Linked DNA regions of Mus musculus: all the other regions are linked to region 1. A link is a contact called in public Hi-C and HiChIP or PLAC-seq data. All regions are on one chromosome and are shown on one strand. Each heading gives the region's core, a stretch centred on a gene start, on an enhancer-like site or on the middle of the called end of the contact. The rest is flanking DNA. Distances are from core to core; before and after follow the strand shown. Region 1 holds the start of Mmp2 (matrix metallopeptidase 2). Region 2 overlaps Lpcat2 (lysophosphatidylcholine acyltransferase 2). Region 3 has its middle 26 kb from the start of Slc6a2.

Region 1 (3,025 bases), core at 84-2,583:
TACTGGCCGCTGGCCGACCCCAGCCCGGCTCAGTCCGCCCCCGCCCCACGCGCCCTGGCCTTCTGCTCCTGCTCCTCAGGCCTGCCAGCCAGGCGCGTTGTTTCCTTGTGTCCTCTGATCCCAGGGAAAAGTTCAAAGAAACTCTCCTTGGACCCTCCTGGACAACTTCTGCATTAAAACAAGACATCCCTCAAAATGCACAGTCTGCTTCCCTCCAGCCTCAAATTACTTGCCAAATGGTCCCTTCCAGCATCTCACCAAAGGCCTGTCTCTAGATGTGTGCCAAAGTTTCCCAGAAGTTTGCCAAGCCTTGCTTTGGCTATCCTTTTGTGGCCAAAGGCTTATACAAATTATATGCGAAAGCACACACCCCATTTTCAAGAGATTCCCCCTTAAACTGATTGCCCTAAAGGCCTGACAAGATGCTTGCCAAAGGTTCTGTTGCCAGCTCTCCTGTTGGGTCCAAAAGACATTTATAAAGCCCTCCTAGAACCAAATCCCTTAGGTAAGTAGTCAAAGTCCCTATTATTCACAAAAGCAACCCTTTCCAGATGTTTCCCAGGGCAATCATCTCCCTCCTTTGCTTCTTCCTGGTCCCTTGGACGTACCCTGAACTCCCCCAACTTACTTATCAGTGGCCTCTTCTTACCAAAGCCTCCTCCCCCCCACCCCCACCCCCACCCCCGTTGTTTACAAAAGCCAACCTCTCCATCAACTGGCCAAGAAAGAGACCCTCAAAGATGTTTACCAAAGTTCCTCCCAAGGCTGTGTGCCAGTAGAGGGGGTCAGAAGAGGGAGGGTGGCCTGCGTCTTCTATTTCCTAAATTTGTCTAAGCCAGCATAGCAACTTACCACTGCCAACTCTTTGTCTGTTTTAGGGGCGACATCGCCGGGGAACTTGATGATGGGCGATGGTGCAGCGATGGCGCGGCCCAACAGGCAGCACAGGACGCAGAGAACCCGCAGAGGTCCGGCCAGCGCTCCCCAGGCCACTCGTGCCTCCATCGTTGCGCTCCCGGGCTCCGCGTGTCACCCTGAGGTCTCTGGCTGTGCCCTGGGGTCCGCCCGGCTGGCGCCTGCCCTGCACGGCGATCCCCTTACTCTACTGCCTCTGCTTCTCGGGGCTCAGGAGCTCATAACGGGGTCCCACGTCCCAATACACACCACTGCCGCGGGTGCTTGCAGGTCCTGGCAATCCCTTTGTATATCTAAACTCCTGGATGCACACAGAGCCTCCAGCCACCAGGGAAGTCTGGATGCAGCGGAAACAAGGGCGGGCAGACGCCAGATGTGGCCGGCTGGGCTGGAAGAGTGCTGGCAGCACCGGGTGGAGAGGGGAGGGTGGGGAAGTGAGGTCCGACCCGCCCCTCTCCTCCCCACCCCCTTTCTCAGCTTCTTCCCACCTCTTCTTCCATTCCCCATCCCCCTTCTGCCTCCAGCTACCCTGGCCCTTCTTGCTCCCTAACTGGGGGCTACCACTCCACATCTGCACCTAGGTCCTCTTTCTCTAAACAACTGGTGCGAGTCCTGAAGACTCTTATTTAAAGATTGGATCAGGGCCTTGCCTTTGGAGGGATACTGGAATCAGGACGCTGAGCTCCTGGGCACAGGAGTCCAAAAAGTGAAAGTTAGAAACAAGAGGGTCCCAACCTTTCATGATGGTCCAAAGCAGAAATGTTAGATAATCAGCCATAGAGCCACTCAAGGAAATGAATAGAAGTAGAAAGAGCCAGATAGAAATTAATAGAATCTAACCAGCCTTCCTTCTCCAAACTACACGTTTACTTGGTTTCACTGGTGGTCCTCAATAGAACACAATACAGTGATGCACACAGCACTCCAACTTGAGAAATGTTCCCTCTCTTAGGAAAGACAACTGAGTCTGACCTTACTTACTCCCCCCCCCACACACACACACAACTAATAAGAACATTCTAGAAAAGCTTCTTGGACGATGTGACTTCTGAGTTGTTCCTGGAAGAGCACCTTGGGGTACCTGGTGGGAGCAGAACACACATTTCCAGCAAGCTCTATCAAAGGAGATTCCCCCTGTCTTAAAAGTAAGGTTATCCTGCCCCAGGGGCCAGCAAGGATAATCTGGAAAGGAGGTGGGATTAGGATCTAATTAAGAAGCCAGGGCATGTGCTGAGATAGCCAGCATCACCTGCCTGAACAGAGTTGGAGATCCTGGGAGTAGAGTATGTCCTCTATCCCTTGGCTTGAAAAAGCTTAGTGGCTTGGATCTAGTGGTCTTCTGACAAGTTCAGACTTGCCCAGCAGGCTGTAGAGTGGGTTAGCCAGGGTCAGCTGCAAGGAGTCTTTTGGGACCAGAATCTGTAGGAGGGAGCTGGGCCATCTGAGGGGACAGCTCTGGCTTTGGGGAGTAGGGGGTAGAAAGGACCTCTGGGGAGGGGCGATTGTCCTCTGGCTCAGCCCCATTTGGCTCCTGGCCACCCAGTCTTGTGGATAGTCAGAGAGCCAAGCTGGAGAGCGAGTGGTGAAAGCGGAAAAAGTTGTTTCACTTAAGCAGGGGTTGAAAACTCGTGGCTTGTGGGCTGAATAGCATTTTGAAATTTGGGAAGCCTTATGTAAAAATCAGACATTCTGGTTTTGTTTAAAAGTTCCCTAGACCTGGCAACCACGGGTGCCAGTTTCCATATGGCAGCCACTAGCTGAGGCTAGGTCGTCCTCTTCAGACAAGACTTTGTTATTCTCTACCACCTGGTCAGGGATTCACGGTTGTCACCTTTGCCCACATGTCTCCTACTACGTTACGGAGCTAGCCACCTTGAAGGACATCAGGGCTAGACCCCTCTCTCCTACACCACAGCTGTAGAAACAAGGACCTGAGCTGGGGGATGCTATTGGCGAGAGGAATGTGATCTGAATCCTATCCCAGAAGGAGACATCAAGTACCAGAACTGCCTGGTAGTTATTAGTTGATAACTAACTGAACCTAATTCCAGGAACCCCAAACCTTGTGCAATTCTTATCCGTGAAGAACACTTCATGTACCATTGCCTTA
Region 2 (3,207 bases), core at 432-2,931, 84 kb before region 1:
CATGTATGCATGTATGTATGTATGTATGCATGTGTGTATGTATGCATGTATGTATGTATGCATGTATGTATGTATGTATGCATGTATGCATGTATGCATGTATGCATGTATGTATGTATGTATGCATGTATGTATGTATGCATGTATGTATGTATGCATGTATGTATGTATGCATGTATGTATGCATGCATGTATGCATGTATGCAGCTTGTGTGGAGAGAAGAAACGGAGCAGAGGTACGGCCCTGTGCAGCCACCACTGAGACGTGTGGGCAGAAGAGGAAACGAGATTTAGGAGCAGACAGATGAATGTGCCTTCAAACGCTAACAGCGGGTTTAATAACAGAAACAAGACTTGACAGTGGTGACAGGCACCAGACTACAAAGTCATGGGAATGCTGAGAAGAACAAAATGGCTGCTAGATTTGGTAATTAGGAATGAGATGCTTCCAAGAACCAAAGGGGAGGTGGTAACGAGAATCAGAAGACAGACCAGTGACAGCAATACAAGTGGTGTGGGCATCAAGGACAGCTTACAGAATGGAGGGCGGGAGGCAGTGAACCAAGGCAGGCATGAAAGGTGGTTGCTATATTTATAGGTAGAAAAAAAAAATCACTAGACTGGGGAGGTAAGAAGTCAGGCAGTATTAAAGGAGTAAAGACATGATGGATAACGAATAATCAAAATCCTTTCTGGGGTATTAAGAACTTTTCATTAGAACTCATTCTTTACAGGCACTGATCAATGGTATTCAGTTCCCTTTTCATGTATATTAATCCTTAATGCTCCCAATAGTGTTGGATCAATGGGTGCCACCATCAGCCCTCTCCTGGACATGTGGAAGCTGAGGCCCAATGAAGGGAGGTGGTTCTACCCCAGGCCATAGAGCCTGCAAGAGGCAGAGCTAGCATTCAAATGCTGGCAGTCAGTACTGAAAGTCCCAGAAGTTGAAATTCCTACTTTAGACAAAATATTAGATCAGAGACATAGAAAAATAATGGCACTGGGGAGACCTGATGATCAAGGAAGGAAGTATAAATGAAGACTCAAAGTTAGTGAGTGAAAAAAATACATCATTCAAAGTTGGGATTTGCCAGGCATGGTGGGGCACACCTTTAATCCAAGCACTTGGGAGGCAGAGGCAGGTGAATTTCTGAGTTTGAGGCCAGCCTGGTCTACAGAGTGAGTTCCAGGACAGCCATGGCTACACAGAGAAACCCTGTCTCGAAAACAAACAAACAAAAACCAAAACAAAACAAACCCAAAAAAACAAAACAAACAAACAAACAAAAAAAGTTGGAATTTGTTACCTCATGGATGGGAAAACAGGCTTCGGGCCCATTTCCTGTGTTAAGTTTTTAACTGGTGTGTGAGTGTGTGTGTAAGAGAGAGAGAGAGAGAAAAAGAGAAAGAGAGAGAAAGAGAGCGAGAGAGATAGAGAACTCTGTGTGCGTGTGTGTATGTGTGTGTGTGTGTTTGCATGTGTATGTGTCTGTGTGTGTGTAAAGTAGACCACAGGCTCCTTATGTATCTTGGACTTCAAACAGTAATGGTCAGGATTCAGTAGCACTGGCTCCCCACTGGCTCTAATTTTCCTCCAACCTTCCAGCCTTTAATGACTCTCCCCAGCCACCTAACACTCTAAAAGTCTTGGCACAGTTGCTGGTCTCACTTCCCTGTTTTATCTCTTCACAAGGTCCATCCTGGGCCTTCCTTCTGCTTTATTGATTCTTGGCCACAGCTACTCTAGACCCTTCTCCTCCTTGATTTCTCTCGCTTACTAAGAACTCCTAATCATCTCTGTTGGCTAATTCAGAGATCTCTGATGAATCCAAGTCTGGACGTTGGTAGAAAGCTAGACACTCCGTTTCCTCAGGGGAATGGTATTTCCCATTGTACAAAACACTATAGAACCCCTAATTAAATAGTCCTGTACCTCCTACTAAGCCTGTGGCCCCAAACCTTTTAGACTACCCTGGGTGTGAATTATGAACTACTCACTCACTTTGACTGTAGGACTTAAGAAAGGGTATTGGGCATTCCTATAGTCAGGACCTCTGGGCTGGGCTGGGCTGGGCTGGGCTGGTCGAACACATTCTCCTTGGCTTCTTCCCTGGCCTCATAACTATTAATAATTTTGTCAATCAGCCAGAATTCATCCCACTGCTTGCGACTATAACCCTCTACTACTCTACCTGTATAGTTTGACGTAAAGGGGAAATAAAAGATAGGAAGGTAGCTGTCATGTGTGCCCCACAGAAAAGGATGTGGCAGTGTTCTATATACTATCAAAGTGTATTACCAACTGAAAAGGAAAAAAGTTAAAATATCCACAAAACCTATAACATATTCAAAAGTCAGTTTAAAATAACCAGTGTGAACTGGGCCTAGTAGTCTGAACCTGTAATCCCAACACTCAAGGGACTGAGATAGAAGCACTCCAAGTTTGAGCCAGCCTGGGTTACAGAGTGAGCCCTTGACTCAGTTAAAAATATAGATAAATAAATAAATAGATAGATAGATAAAAATCAATGTACAGCACAACTCTTGCCATAGGGGGAAAATGAGCTAATTTTAGATGTAAATCTTCCTTTCTTCCCTCTTCCATCTTCAAACCAAGGTCTAGGCTGGTCAAGATTTTCATGACTTCTTTAAAAACAGTAATTATAGTGATTAAGGTCCGACTTTCCTATTGGGTCTTTCATTGGCAAACCAAGGGTGACTATTTGCTTGGCTAAACATGTAATTACACATATGATCCTAAAACAGAAACAGAGATGTCTGGATTGGAACAAGTTAGCTCTCTGTGTCCTTTAAGGCTTTTTGATAAGTAAGTCTAAAAGCTGAAGGTTTTGGGAATTTGAAAAAGTGTCTAGCCCCTGCATCATGCCCATTTGCTGGGCTCCGAGCATCAGGATTCTTTTTGTCCTGGTCTCTCAGTTTAAAAGAATCTGCAATAGAAAGTGCCCACCGGGAATCCTTCAACAATGATAGCATCCCTAGATTCCCAAAGGGCCATCTCTGCTTCTTAAAACATGGAAGAGGAGTCTTGATCACAGAGCCTTTCTAGACAAGAGAGACAGAGGAAGGCTTGTCGGAGCCACAGTGTGATCTCTGTCTTAGAGAAAGCCAGGGAGAGAGAAGAGGACGAGATGGAAGAGAAGGTCAGGACCATTTCCACCATGGACCCAATCAATGCTTTATTAA
Region 3 (3,121 bases), core at 122-2,621, 110 kb before region 1:
TAAGGGACTTAAAGATATCCAAGACAGGTTGGCTCCTGAGACACAGGATTCCAGATTTCCACAGCCATGGACATTGTCATCCATCATCCACCCCGGGAGAATCTTTCTCACAGGTGTGGCTCCGTGTACAGAATTTCAGTTCACAAGCTGAAGTCTAAGCAACAGATGCATTTACAGTTTGCAGCATGTCTTACATTTATTTGTTTGTTTGTTTGTTTGTTTGTTTTGAGAGCGAGTGTGCACATGCATACACAGGGTACCATGTCCTTGTGGAGGTGAGAGGACAATTTACAGCAGTCAATTCTCACCTTCCACCATGTGGCCTCCGGGGATAGAACTCAAGTCGTCAGGCTCAGCTGCAAGCCCCCTTTGCCCACCCACCTTGTTGGGCCCCAGAAAATACTTTCAAAGAAATATTTTTAGTGCCCCTGCAGTCTCACCATGACCTGCTCGTGAGTTCAAGTGTCAACTTCTCCACTCAGGTTATCATGGACATGCTCAGGAAGGTTTTCCAATTTCCAGGTCAGGGATGGATGCCTGAGGTGTATTCATTTGAAAATGTGTCCTGTGAAGATCAAGACTGTTTGTCCTGTTCACTACTGTGTCCCGGGCATCTACTCTGGCAGTACTCAGTGTGCCTGACAAATATTTGTTAAAGGAAGTAGAAACCCGTCTTCCTGCTCATGGATACTCCCTCAGTCTCTAGCTTGCATTCTTTTAACCTGAACTGCTATGACAATTTTGTCTCTGTTTTAGACTTCATCCGTGATGTGGTAAGTTCCCTGCATCAAACATGGCTTTTCCTGGGCTCTCCTTTGCGGTTTGTATCCTCCACTCTGCAAACACACATACACTCTACAGCTACCTTTCCTAGTCTGTGCTTATCAGCTCTGTCCCTAAACCCACAAGCACCCGCCTACCACAGGCGAGTTTCTCTGTGATTGCTTGGAATTTATGAGCTATTGAAGGAGACCTTCGTGGTTAGCCCATGAAGTCAACCTATAAATTTAATTGTGTCTTCTCCGTTTTCCTTGTCTTTATTGAGTGTATTCCAACGATGTTTTCAGAATTTCCTCCACAAAGTTCTTGTGAATTTATTTTAGATTATTCCTCCATACCCTTCTTTTAAAGCATTTCATTTAACAGTCGGGTAAGTGATAGCTCATTGAAGCACAGATGATGTGTATCAGTCTTGTTTTATTTTGTTCTGTTTTTGAAACAAGAGTCTTAATCCCTCTGTCCCCGGTTGACCTTGAACTCACAAACTTGTGATGATCCTCCTGCTTTTAGCGGTGCCTGGGTAATAGTCATGAGCATGCCTGGCTCGGCACAGTGCTCTTGTTAACTGCACTAATCAATCTGTGCACTGTTAAATTTTATGTGTTTTATTTTCCTTTTCCTGTGTCTGGCTTTTCTTATCTCCATGTGCTCCATACAACTTCCATTCCAGTGGTGACAGGAATCCTGTGAATCAGGAGAGTCGATTCTTATCTCCTTGGTTTTGGAGGAATGCCTTCACAAGTGTGTATTTTCTTGAGGTTTCTGGTACATAATCAAGTGAAGGAAGTTCCTCTCTCTTCTGAGACAGTTATTGTAGGGAAGGGAAGAATTCTGTGAATGCCTTGTTTAATCTACTGTGATTGCTATGCCTTGGATAAGTATCCGAAGCCCAATGTGTTAAAGCTTTGTCCCTGATCCATGAAGCTATTGGGAAGTAGCAGATTTAACAGGCGAGGTCCAGAAGACAGACATTGGATCAGTACAAGCATGCTCTGGAGAGAAGTGCTGGGACCTTACCCTCTTCCTCCTTCGTACTTCTTGTCTGCCATGAGTTAGCTTTCTCCAATGTGGGCCACCCTTCACCATGATCTTACTGCCTTGTCACAGACTGAAAAGGGACTGGGATTGCCAGTTTCTGGAACCTTCAAAACTGTGAACCAAATTAGCCTTTCCTCTTTTAAAGTTCATTTTCATGATATTTGTTATAGTAATGAAAAGCTGAGTACACAGGTTCTATACTATGATGTGTACTTCCTGAAGAACATAGGCAGACCATTGGTCTTCTAAATGTTCCTTTCCTATTTTTGAACCCATGAATATGCTACCTTGCATGGTAAAACCATCTAAGGCTGCAGATAAAATTCAAGTTACTAATCAAATTGTCCTGGATTTCCTTGGTGAACTCAGGAAAGCAGAAATGCAGGCCCATGGGTTAGACCAAAATGAAGGGGAAACAACTTGGTTATCCTTGCAGTCTTCAAAGACAGAAGAGAGAGCCATGAGGTATGGAATGTGGTGGCCTCTCAAAGGTGCCACAGGCAAAGAAATCTGTTCTCTTCGGAGTCCACAGGAGGAAGAAGCATAGCCTGTCAGTACTCCTGTTTTAGCCCAGGGAAACCCAAACAATGTCCACACAATGAGATGAAGCAGTACTAGATGCCATAGGAAACTAAAACAATCTTAACTCAATTACGCAAATTAATTCTCTCTTCTTTAATGCTCACCCCTCCATAGAGTCCTGGGATGACACCACAAATTAATACCCTTTATACATTTCAATAAAATTTGATAATGTAGTCATAAATAAAGTACAATACTCACGGAACAATTTCCTTGCTGGATTTTGATATCAAAATCCATTACTTTCCCACTCTGCCTGAGCATACACAACTCTGAAATGACCTATTGCTTCAGCATTTAAAGGTTCAACATCACATACAGATAGATTGGGGGTTCATTAGAGAGCTATTTCTAGATCACTAAATTTCCATAATTGTAGAATTACATAGGGTTTCTCTTTTTTCTTTTCTTTTAATTAATTTTTTTAAAATTTATGTGTGTGGGTGTTTTGTTTGCATGTTAGGCCTATGTACAACCTACATGTAGTGTTCGTGGAGGGCGGAGACCACATTGGATGCCCTGGAACTGGAGGTACGGGCAGCTGGGAGCTGCCTTCTAGATGCTGGGAATCCAATCTGGGTCGTCTGGAAGGACAGCCAGTGCCCTTAATTGCTGAGCAGTCTCTCCAGGCCCTTCTCTTTAAAACAAACACAGAACAAACAAAAGCTTTTATTTTAAATTGGCACATTATAATTGCACATATCTGTGGAGCAGTGTCATG

Evidence for each region. Hi-C and Micro-C count contacts between places; a contact is called where the count stands out from the background. HiChIP or PLAC-seq counts read pairs in DNA pulled down with a chosen protein or histone mark.
Region 2: a contact with region 1 is called in an H3K27ac HiChIP or PLAC-seq map of microglia, with 5 times the contacts expected there. The contact joins the enhancer-like site here to the promoter of Mmp2 in region 1. A contact is called at or near these places in 14 of 39 promoter capture datasets (the 3T3-L1 cell line, 3T3-L1-derived adipocytes, the HPC-7 cell line and 8 more), 6 of 484 Hi-C or Micro-C datasets (bone marrow-derived macrophages, embryonic fibroblasts, embryonic stem cells and 2 more), 3 of 115 datasets of contacts at active chromatin or transcription factors (the HPC-7 cell line, fibro-adipogenic progenitors and microglia) and 5 of 9 other capture datasets (adipose tissue, embryonic stem cells, liver and 2 more).
Region 3: a contact with region 1 is called in a Hi-C map of uterus, with 2.2 times the contacts expected there. The contact joins the enhancer-like site here to the promoter of Mmp2 in region 1. A contact is called at or near these places in 16 of 39 promoter capture datasets (the 3T3-L1 cell line, the HPC-7 cell line, HPC-7-derived erythroid cells and 10 more), 5 of 484 Hi-C or Micro-C datasets (embryonic fibroblasts, embryonic stem cells, trophoblast stem cells and 1 more), 1 of 115 datasets of contacts at active chromatin or transcription factors (the HPC-7 cell line) and 2 of 9 other capture datasets (liver and pancreatic islet).

The regions. Positions count from the first base shown.
Region 1 is chr8:92,825,605-92,828,629 of GRCm38.p6, reverse strand. Mmp2 (matrix metallopeptidase 2) reads right to left here and starts at 1,333. Exons shown (of 13, transcript NM_008610.3): 1 at 853-1,333. The coding sequence starts at 1,005.
Region 2 is chr8:92,910,140-92,913,346 of GRCm38.p6, reverse strand. The region is part of intron 12 of Lpcat2 (lysophosphatidylcholine acyltransferase 2); the gene reads right to left. Among named protein-coding and RNA genes, the nearest start is that of Capns2, 10 kb to the right of the region's middle. Within about 2 kb of position 1,681, at least 1 of the 459 cell types and tissues checked has an H3K27ac peak or open chromatin away from gene starts, as enhancers often do. A contact at or near this core is called in microglia, where this site is marked.
Region 3 is chr8:92,933,266-92,936,386 of GRCm38.p6, reverse strand. No RefSeq gene overlaps it. Among named protein-coding and RNA genes, the nearest start is that of Slc6a2, 26 kb to the left of the region's middle. Within about 2 kb of position 1,371, at least 3 of the 459 cell types and tissues checked have an H3K27ac peak or open chromatin away from gene starts, as enhancers often do. A contact at or near this core is called in uterus, where this site is marked.